Regions from separate parts of the Mus musculus genome. Here region 1 is linked to region 2. The links are chromatin contacts, called in public HiChIP or PLAC-seq maps. All regions are on one chromosome and are shown on one strand. The core of a region is the stretch at or near the end of the contact, and the rest is flanking DNA. Distances in the headings are between cores, read along the strand shown.

Evidence for each region. HiChIP or PLAC-seq counts read pairs in DNA pulled down with a chosen protein or histone mark.
Region 1: a contact with region 2 is called in an H3K4me3 HiChIP or PLAC-seq map of embryonic basal ganglia, with 3 times the contacts expected there. The contact joins two enhancer-like sites.

Annotation. Positions count from the first base shown.
Region 1 is chr5:112,107,466-112,113,152 of GRCm38.p6, reverse strand. It overlaps Gm30032 (a long non-coding RNA gene), which reads left to right. Exons shown (of 4, transcript XR_880589.2): 3 at 1,517-1,610. Among named protein-coding and RNA genes, the nearest start is that of Gm30032, 11 kb to the left of the region's middle. Within about 2 kb of position 2,777, at least 29 of the 459 cell types and tissues checked have an H3K27ac peak or open chromatin away from gene starts, as enhancers often do. A contact at or near this core is called in embryonic basal ganglia, where this site is marked.
Region 2 is chr5:111,675,189-111,680,563 of GRCm38.p6, reverse strand. No RefSeq gene overlaps it. Among named protein-coding and RNA genes, the nearest start is that of Gm36434, 14 kb to the right of the region's middle. RefSeq lists an enhancer at 4,159-5,375. Within about 2 kb of position 2,598, at least 39 of the 459 cell types and tissues checked have an H3K27ac peak or open chromatin away from gene starts, as enhancers often do. A contact at or near this core is called in embryonic basal ganglia, where this site is marked.

The DNA.
Region 1 (5,687 bases), core at 1,528-4,027, 430 kb before region 2:
CGCTGTTGAGGATGGAGGGGCAGGGAGGAAGTTCGAAGACCCGAGCTAGAGAATGGGCCTGGGCATCACTTCCGAGGGAGAGGCAGTGGCCACCAGGCTTCAGTCAGGGTATTCTTGCTTACTCTGTAGGCTTGACCTAAGGAGCGGCCACTAGGTCCGTTCCCCCACTTACAAGTGCAATATGGTGCTCGCCTGAGTCTGGATTTTAGACCTGGCTATTGCTGGGAATCAGGAAGAACACAGCTGTTGTCATTAAGGGTGTGAGAGCAAGGAGTAGAATTGGGTATGCTCAGGACTTCATGGAGGTCAAGTTGACTGGTGGAGTGGATGCTGAGAGACAGGAGATAGGAGCCAAGGACAGTGGTGAATGTTCATGTTGCTGTGTGACCTTAGGCAGCTTGTACAACCTCTGATCCTCCGCTTCTTCATCTTCTGGTGGATGGAATAGCGTTAGACGTGTTTGGACAATAAAATCAAGAATTTAATTATTTAGTTATCTTTAACTCTTGGCCATGCCAATGGGCAGCCGAGTTAGGCCTCTTTTCCAGTCTCTATGCTTTGTAGCTGGGTAAACTGAGGCCCAGGGAAGAGATGAGACTTGCAGATGGACGTGCGACCAATTGATGGGAAACTGGAACCCTGGATTCTAGCTGGTTATCACAGGTTGCCTGCAGTGAGATTCTTGGTTTCTTAACGAACACAGAAATGTTATGGGAATGTGTTTTTGTTATAATCCCAGGTGTAGGACATGGGGTGGCTTTGGGCTGTCTGCAGCAGCTGACTGTGATTTGCCTCGTGCTCTGGCAGCGGCATGATTTTGCTAGCTACAGATTCTTTTGCAAATGTATGACATTTGGAATTCTGGGGACTCTTGAGTGGGTGCAAAAATGCTAGAGCCCTGAGAGGGGCTGTGATGGGGGATGTTGCTGCCACTCCTCCTCTTCCTCCTCCTTCTGCTCCTCCCCCATTCTTGCTCCTTCCGCTCCCCTTGCTCCTTCTGCTCCTCCTCCTGCTTCTCCTCTTGCTCTCCCTGCTCCCCCTCTTGCTCCTTCTGCTCCTCCTGCTCCTCTTCTTGCTGCTCCCCCTGCTCCTTCTCCTCCTGCTGGTTGCTGGTATCCTGAAGATGAAGATCAAACTTGCCCCAAGGATGCCCCTAATCAGCAGGAAGCAGCTTAACTTGATATGGACACCTCCTTTCTCCTCCAACCTTCTTCCTCTCTTACCTAGTGTTGGGGGATTGGAAGGGATAAGGGTGGAGCAAGGCGTTAGAAAAAGGAAACGCATAAAGGGAACCCTTGGCCATCAGTGGAGCCCACAGGTGAGTTCTAGGAACTAGAATGGGGTGGGTGTGGGGTGGGTGGGAAGGTGGGTAGACACTGCAGCATGCAGGAATGGTGGGGTGGGGGAGGGGCAGAGTCAGAAAGTGGAAGTCAGGGAAGGCCCCAAGCTTGGCCACTGGTATCCTGCTGTGCAATTTTGGGCACATCACATGATTTCTCTGATCCTTGCCTTCCAGGGCTGGGACTGGGAGCCTTCAGCACAGGATGGGATGGAAGTGTGGTTATCAGGTGAGGTACCTCACTGAGTCTGGTACCCACTGGCCATAGCAGGTATGTCAACGCTGCCGACATGCAGTGGTGACCCGTGAGGGTGGGCTCTGGAGTCATGTGGACTGGGTTCAAACTTCGCTTCTTGGCTGTGAGAATTTAGGCAGCCTTCTGCTGCTGGAGCCCATGTCCCTGACTGGCAGGGTGGGGTCTGGTCCTTCACTGCCCTGTGTGGATGGTTTATGGATATGAGAAAGCCCCATGCATCAGGTGTACACTCAGACCATGGACTGCTTAGAATTCACAGGGAGTTGAAAGTCAGTACCAGGCAGGCCATAGGCTCTTAGCAGCTGTCAGGTATGTGTGTGTGTGTGTGTGTGTGTGTGTGTGTGTGTGTGTGTGTTTGTTGGGTGGGCATCAGGCTGTGTCTGCCAAGTGGGTGGTCATGGGGTTTGGAGGGTGATGTGAGAGTGTTTCTAAAACGATCTCCTCCCAAGCTTGCTAACTTACTGTGTGACCTTGGGCCAGCCCCTCAACCTCTCTGGACCCTGCTCCCTTGTGTGTAAATCCTGGAAAGGTTTACTTAAGTGCTAAGGTTTTGTTTGTTTGTTTGTTTGTTTGTTTTCTTCTTCAGAGCCTTAAAAAAAAATCGATGGTTATAAAGGTTTGTGGTTAGCGAGAACCATCTGCCCCAGGCAAAGACCAGACCCTCCCCAACCTTTCAGGCAGAAATAAAACAACAAGCAGCCGGTTTTGCAAATTGCCATCTCGGAGGTCGTAAGCACTGGTATCTGCTTTTGTGCGCGACTTGATTGAAATTCTTCTGCGATGGCGGGTGTCCCCACCATCAGTGCCTTAATTAGAAATGAGGACAGTCACATCGGCATAAATTAAATCAGACTAAAGATGATTAACAAAGTAAATGCAAGGAATCATTAAATTAAACCATTGTGCCAGGTCCTCTGCCTATCTATCACAAATTTGGGCTGCTAATGAGGGTCTTAATTAGTAAGTTAGGTCGAAATAATTCATGCCAGTCACTCAGAGGCAGACCCCCTTTCCTCCTCTGCATCTTACCCGGTCTTTCTGCTTCCAGCTCCGAATGCAAATGCATCGGGCCGTGGACCACGGACGGACATCGCTGACAAATGACATCATTCTCCCATGATCAAACCCTCCTGGCACTGGATGTGTTTGCTGTGATGCCTGGGGCGAGGCCCCGTTCGCCACAAGGGGCGAGATTAGTCCTAACACAACTGGACTGCAGATAGATGAGACCTGGTTCTGGATTCATCAGCTGGGAGGCAGAAGAGTGAGGGCTGCAGACAGGAGACTTGAGGGGTCATAGAGTGGCCCAGGGTAGACCTGGGGACTCTGGTGTTGGGTTTTATAAAAAAGAAAGGCAACCCAGGGATACGTTTGGTAGAGGCATGGTATGGTGCAGGGGAAGTGGGTGCCTCTGTGGGTGTGCACCTCTCCCCTGAGGTACCATAGTATAGAATTAGAGTTTAGGGCACAGAGAGGGAAGTTGAGGGGGTAGTAGAGACAGAGAAAGGTAGAGAGAAAGGGTCAGGGAAGGGGGAGAGGGAGAGTAGTAGAGGCTGGCCGTGAACATGGAGAGAGAAGGGAGGGGAGGGGAATGGGAGTAAGGGAGTAAGAGGCTGAGGAGGGGGCAGGCAGCCCCTTTTATACTGAGGCCAGCACACCTGGCTGTTGCCAGGTAACTGTGGGGTGGAGCCTAGAAGAAATGCTAACATCTGGTATCCCAGGATTCCCTGCTCTTCCCAGCTGTGTTCAGCAGATCTGCTCACACTCCCTATCTACTGAGGAAGAATCAGAGAGGTGAATGGACTTGCCTAAGGTCACACACAGAGGCAGAGCCTGACTCAGCAGCCCATCCTGGCTCTACCAGTGATGGCCAGGTGGCTGGGTGGCAGGTGGGCGTGGATGTGTGGTAGGAACTCAGAAGGGAAAGCAGAGTAGACCAATTGAGGATGGGCTGGGGAGATGGAGAGCCTTTGGTGTCAGAGACTTGGCGTGGATATCAGAATCTGCCAGTGATGTCTACTCACCGAGTCTCGGTTTCCTCATCTGTAGTTTGGGTGCAATGAATATCGACTGGTGTGAGCTTTTTGAGGTTTCAGTGATGTCTTGTGAGATGTGTGTAGTGAACGATTCTTCTGTCACCATCCTGGTGGTTGTCTGGGGACTCAGTTAAGCTTTTGGATTGCTATGAACCCTATGAACCCCAATGACTCCTTCATCAAGACGCAGATGGGTTGGGTTCTCCTGCCCTCAGGAACGGGCAATCGGGAAGGCTTGATATTTGAGGTCATCAGACTGTTGGCTGGGACACAGGAGTGATGACGTCCCTGTCACATGGCAGGCTGGCTAGCATCGGTATTATTGGCCATGGAAGCCATCCAGTCAGGGGTGGGTTCCAGGGCACAGTGTGGCTCCAGCTGCTGTTCCTGCCTCAGCTGCTCAAGTCTGAGTGGGTGCTGTGGCCTAGATAATGTCACCTCCACCTTCCCCAGAGGTGACCATGCCTCATACCTGAGTACTTTGTGCACACGTTCCTTTCTATAGCAAAAGGAATTTTTGTGTGTCTGTGAGTTGATAACCGGTCTTAGGCTAGGAGCCGATCCTAGATAGAGAGTCATAGTGCAGTGACAGGTGTCTCCCTAAGCACACACCTGGGGTGGGAGGGGCCTGGTCCGTGGGAGGGGCCTGGGTTCATGGGAGGGGCCTGGGTCCTAGTTGTCAGTCAGAACACCTGTGACTGCTTCTCCCAGATGATTTGGAAAGAGACTTCATTGAGAAAGATGATTTTAGTGGCAGAGGTAGTGTAGACAACAGAATACCAGGTAACTCATATCTATCTATCTATCTATCTATCTATCTATCTATCTATCTATCTTTCATTCATTCATTCATTCATTCATTATTTATTTATTTGGTCAAGGGTGAGTGACAGAAAACATTTCACTCACTTTTGGATGCTCACAGCCAAGGTCATGAAAATTGTTACCTATTTCCAGAGCCTTCCATTGCCCTGAGTAGAAAGTCTTACCCTCTGCTAGAGTGTGTGTGGCTTCTGGTGTCTTCTTTGCTGTGCGGCGTTGACTCTGGAGTCTGTGTACTCCGGGTAGGCAGAGACGCTGAATATTTGTGCTTTTACATCTGGTTTATTTCCCTCTATACCAAGTCCTCAAGGGCCACTGGGGGCCAGTGTGAGAGCTTAACCCTTACAGCCAACACTGGGGTTGGTTTGTGGGGGCACAGTGGACGAGCGGAGGCCCCAAAGTCTGAACTCAGACAGATCTGCTGGTGTCAGAGTGGGGAATGTGGTCACCTTGCTCACATCCTCCATCCCCCACCCCTTCCAGTGACAGTTACTGGCCTCCAGGTACCCACAGCCCAGCCGCAGCTCAATGCGGCCGCCCCTCCCCCACAGGACATCCATTAATTTCCTTCTGCCTGCCTGGCCCAGAACAATCACTTTTTCATTGATTTTGCTTCAATTAATTAAAAAATCCATCCGACCACTCCACAGCGTGATGGACTTTGAGGAGTCAGAAGAAAATAAATAAATTAGTCTTGGAACAATGGGGTGGGCTTGAGGAGGAGGAGGAGGAGGTGTGGGGAAGTCATGGGGAGACTCCCAGCCAGGACCAGTTCAGTGGTGCAACATGCACAGTTGTCCCATAGGCCTGGGTCTGGGGGTTGTGTGGCTGAGATTGCCCTGCACATAACTGCTGTTCCGTGAGCATTTGTGGGTGGTTGGGGTTTTGTATGCATTTTCCCATTGGCCTTGATCAGAGACCTGAGAGATGGAAGATGAAATCAGTGCTCAGAGAGGTTGATGTCTTGTCTGAGGCCACACAGCAAGGACCTGCAGGGGAGAGGCATCACCCCTTTCTTTTGTCCACTTACCTACATACATTGCTTAGTTGCTCAGCCCAGGGCCACTTAGAAAAATGGCAAGCTTAGTGCTTTGTAAGAGTCTGCAGGATGTTCTCTGAGAGGGAATCCTTGAGAACAGGACTTCCAGATGCTGCTGAGGGTTGGAGGGTACTTTTCCTGGTCACGTGTGTATGTATGTGTACATGTATGTAAATGCTTGTATGAGCCCATGTA
Region 2 (5,375 bases), core at 1,349-3,848:
GGTAGGTGGGTAGGTGAATAGATGGGTGGGTGGGGGGATGGGTAGATGCATGGATGGATGCATGGATGCATGGATAGATGGATGGATGGGTGGACAGATAGGTAAGAGGCTGGATGGAGGGATGGAGGGATGGATGGTGGGTAGGTAGATAGATAGATGAGTAGACAGATATACACATGCATGGGGCAGGCTCAGATAGTCAGCCCCTAGCCTGGTGTGCTCCAAACTCAAGGCCCATTGGTGCATGGGGCTTTTACACATCTGTGAACTGAACATGTTCACCATTCCAGGCATTGGGTTTAGTGTTCTGTACCTGTTATTTTTAACATCCCACCCACCCAAATCTATAAATGAGAGATGCAATGTTACAAGCTTCAAGAGAGAAAACAGAGGCTCTGGGAGGGAAAGCCACAGATCCAGGTCACAGAAAGAACTGGGACAGAGCTGAAGGTCCAACCTCGGATCTGTTTGTCCCCAGCATCCAGCCTTGCACATTTTCTAATCCTCTGGGTGACAACCATAGCTCACACCTGAGTGAGAAACCCTTCACTTTGCCTCATGAGGAGTTATATAGTGTGTAGACTGGAATACAGGAACTTAGGTCTATTGGCTGCACACACAGTGACCTGGCCCTGCCATATTTCAGGGTCCATGTGTAGACCTGTGCCATATACTTGTGTTCCCTCATATACACATCAGCCTGCAGACACTTACAGGCACACACGCGCACACAACCAGGCTTTGATGGACTGTTACACGTTCATTCGGGAAACGTTTCCTGCAGATCCGTGGTGATTCCGTGATGCTGGGAATCAGGAAGACTGTAAGAACGGACATGGCTTGACCAGTTTTTGAAAGCCATCTGGTGATTCCAACTGAATGACATTCCAGAGGGTACAGGAATCCCAGGTATCCACAGAGCACATGTGTGAGAGACCCAGGCTTCTTGTGGGCCAGATGCTAAGATATACCCCTCCCTCACCACAGTACAGATGAGGAGTCTGATTGGTCACAGAGGTAAAGCCAAGATCCCCAACAGAGCAGCCTCCTGGCTTCCTTCATAACCTGCCGTTCCCATGGTCTCAGATTCATCTGCCCCAAACTGCAACAGTTCCGCTCCACACAGACCAGAGAGGCCACTGAGTCATCTTGTCCATTGCACACAACAGGGAAACGAAGGCAGGGTAGAAGGGTAGAGTGTATTCCACTATGCTGAGGTGTGAGTGTGCCCTGGCATCCATCTGCAATCCTCCTGCCTCAGTCTCTCCAGCCACTCATGACCGGCTGCTTTAAAGCTCTCTCCTGCTTTTCACCTCACCCACTTTCTAAAATATGGTGCCCCTGATCCCTTTCTCCAAAGTCAAAAAGAGCCGGCTCCTGTCAGTCACACGTTTGCTGGGATCCCTTCTGGAATCATCCTCATTCTGCCTGTGCCTTGCACACAAGTGTGTGACTTTGCTAAGGGGAGTGCACATTTCACAGAGCCACCGCAGGGTCTTAAGGAACCACAGAGGCATATTCTACAAAGACACACACAGGCATGCATACACATGCACACACATATATGCATACACATGCACACAGTACACTCTCATGTACACACACATGCATACACATGCATACACAGAGAGACACACGTGCACATACACACACACGCATGCACACACATGCATACAACATACTCATACACACACATGCATAAACATGCCACACACACACACACATACACACGAGAGTGCACCCCCAGCAGCTGCCCTCCTTCCATACAGCATCCCTCTGGTTTCCCCCTCCAGATCTGTTTGTGCAGCTGGTGTCTTGCTGTGGGGGAGGGGTGACCACCACCAGCCTCATTAAGAATTTCCAGCCCCCCCCCCATTGCTCAAGACCCCTCTGCTGAAGTCCCCCATGTGGTGGGGAGGCCAGAGCTGCTTTGTTAATGCAGGGCCCCTGTGGGCCCCTCCTGCCTGTTCAGAGGCTTACATTCCAAATGTCCCCATCTTAGGGGGAGGAGTCTTTGCTTGGAGCCCCAGCTTCCCCTGCTGGGTGTCCAACCTGGGTCAGGCACCAAATGGGGCTCAGAAGCCCTCCCCTTCCCAGCCCTCAGCGGTATGATCTGAGCAAGGGCAGCAGTATCCAGCCCACTGAACATGCTCACACCCCATTATCACATGGACCTGAACAGGCACCCCAACGCCTTCTCAGCCTTCTCCATCCATCCTGACCACCAACTGACACCATCCCTCCCCCCAAACCAACTGTCCCATTGTCCTTCCAGACCAGCTTGCTGCCTCTCTCAGGCAGCCCTCCAGACTGTCTTCCCACCACCAGGTTGCCCACGCTTCCTTCTTACACCCTGCGAAATTCTGTCATCTTGGCAACTCTCCAGCTTGTCCAACCTGACCATGGTGGACAGGGAGGCCACGTCTTACTGAAAAGGTGGGGGCTCTGGGTGTCTTGTGCGGTGGCCTGGAGTGAATTAATCACACCACACATATCTCTCAAAAGTTAGGTAAATTTCCCCTTGCCTCCTGTCACTGCCTAGCAAGCTGCCAACTTGGAGACTGTAATTATGCACATGGGTAATGAAATTAGCATTTCTATCAGTCTCCTCCCGCTTCATTATGCTGGAAAGAGCCTTCTCTCCCATCCCCGCCAGGCTCCTTAGAGGCCCCCAGGTGGTGCCCACACTGCAGTCTGGCCAAGGCCACAGGACTGTCCTGGAGGACACCCATCATTTCAGAGTTCTGTGACACTGAGGGGACGGTAAGGTGAGCTTGGGGTGGGGTGGGGGACACAGAGTGGGGATGGTATTCTGGGGGTGCTGGCCTGTAGCCTGCCCAGAAAAGGGACCGGAGGGCAGAGAACCCTAGTTTCCATCATAGCTGGAGACATATGGACAGGCCCGGCCAGTTCTGTGACTTTCCTACTGTGAGGGTACATGTGCATGCACCCTAAAGCTGTTCAGACAAGACTCAGCCTGGCCTGCTGTGTTCATCAGCCACCTGACCTCACCTGCCTGAACCCCAGTTTCTCCTTTTGTGTGATGGAGAAGTGGTGCTGGCTTGTGCCAGTTTTGAAGGCAGAGCTCTGCAAAATCTTCGCATTGTAGACCTTGTATGCACAGGGAGGGATGTGACCCACACCTGCCATGGACTCCCCACAGGAAGAATTGTCACCAAGGGAAGGAACCAGAGATACTCTTTGAGAACTCGGTGCTTGTACCCCTCCCTGGCTCAATCAGTACCTTCTGTCCTAGTTCAGTGTTTTGAAGGCCAAGTCCTGATTCCTGAACAGAGGCTGTGGGACATGTCACATGGCTGGGGGCCACAGTGGGCACCACTCTCACTCTGACCCCATGTCCCAGTGCTACTGGCACTTGGAAAACAGAGACTATTATGCCAGTCACACTGTAGTCCATGACACAGGTTACCTCAGAATTGTCAATCCTGTGGTCATGTAGGAGGCTAGAGCATCTCACTGAGACCCATGAGTCTAGGCTCTACCCCAAAGACAGATTCCTAAGATTCTCTTTTATACTCCCAGCCCCTTCTTGGCCATGTGTGACCCAGGGTGCTGTAGGGAATGGATGCATGTCAGTAATATCCATTCCATGTCAGTAATGGAAAATAATAGTGGCTTAGCTACACCCTGTCTGCAGCCTCATTAAACCCAGCAGAGTATAAGGTAGGACACCCAGCACAGGGTAGGACTAAAGAAAGGCGTGGTGAGTGTGTGAACTGATAAACGAATGAATGAAGTAAACACCCCATGCCGAGGCCCTCGACTTCAACCAGAACTGGGGCACGGCCAGATGAGGAACACTCTGACCCCTACTGACCTGGGCAACTTAGTGAGACCCTGTCTCCAAAAAAGTGAAAAGGAAGGCTAGGTAAGGATAGCTCCATGGTAACGGAGTGCTTGCCTGCAGGAGGAGGCCCTCGAATTACCCCTAATATTGAAAATGTATACACACACACACAGAGGCACGAATGCACAGACCTGCACATATATGTATGCACTGCACGCACACACATAAGCACATGTATGCATGCACTGCACTCGCACACTCATGCACATGTGTGCATGAATGCACATACACGAATGCATGCATGCACACCACACACACACACACACACACACCATAATCATGCCTACTGAGAGCCACTGTCAGCTAGAACCAAGATACTTTGCCCTGCTGAACCAGCTCAAACTCCATCTCCCTGCCTGTTGCAGTCCCCACCCTTCCATGTTGCCTCACTCCTAGGCAGTTCCAATCCTGGAAGTAGCCATTGCCATTTGAGCCCTCCCTCCAGACTTTCCCTCCTGTGAGATCCAGCCAGAAGGCTCTGATGTCACAGCCAGCCAAAAGGACCCAAGCCAAAGCAAGAACCCCACCATGGTTAGATGGGTGTGTTTCCCAGAGTAGGTCCAGTGAGAGTCCACACCTCTCCTGCAAGCTCTTCTGGACTCTGGTAACCACCACCACCGGCAACATCAGCAGCAGCACCACACCATGGCAACTGGAGGAACTGCCTGGAGCCTCCAGCCACCCCTTACTGTTCCTTGGAGGAAGGGGTCACTGCGAGAGAGCAGCCCCCCTCCCACCAGGCAGCCTTGGCTCGGGAATCTAACAGGGATACAACACTCAGGGATGGCACAGTACACCCAGACACCCCAGGGCCTGAGACACACCATCCCTCTTGGAAAGTTCCCCGACATTCCCAAGCCTCACCCTTGCCAAAGAAAACTGCGGCCAGGCTTGTCTTGGCACAGACTCAAGCCCGAGGCTCAGCAGGAAAACCGAAAACATTTACACAGCTGGGCCTGGGACCCGCTTCCCTCCAGAGCCTGTCAAGGCTCTGCTGGTCCCCAGACTGGGGGTGGGAGGTGCTTCTGAAGGGGCCTGTGTTCCCCCAGCTCGGCCAGGCATGGCTGGCCAGACAGAAAACATGAGGAGAGGCCAGAGGGCTGGAGCCTGGAGAGCTAGGGTTCTGCCTGCCACAGGGTCATTGCCACCAGGTTTACCTTACATGGAATAACCCCAGAAGTGGGTCATAGGGCCAGGTAGCTCCCAGGGCTCTTTACCATTCCTTGGCACTCCATCCCTGGATGGTTGCTGGCTGCCTTTCTGGGGTTCTCCAACTCTGGCCAGCCTCCCCCACTGGCCCCATGAGTCCCAGCTGTCCCCACTGCTCTGAACACCACGGGTCAAGAGGCCCCGATTGGCTGCTGCAGAGCCAGAGGTCCTTGCACTGAGGGAATGCAGGGTGGTATGGCCACCCGCTAAGCCTCATGACATCCCCTTTCTACCTTCTGCTTGCTACCACTCTGTGGCTCATTCTCTGAGGCAGAACCACTATCAATGTCTTTCTCCA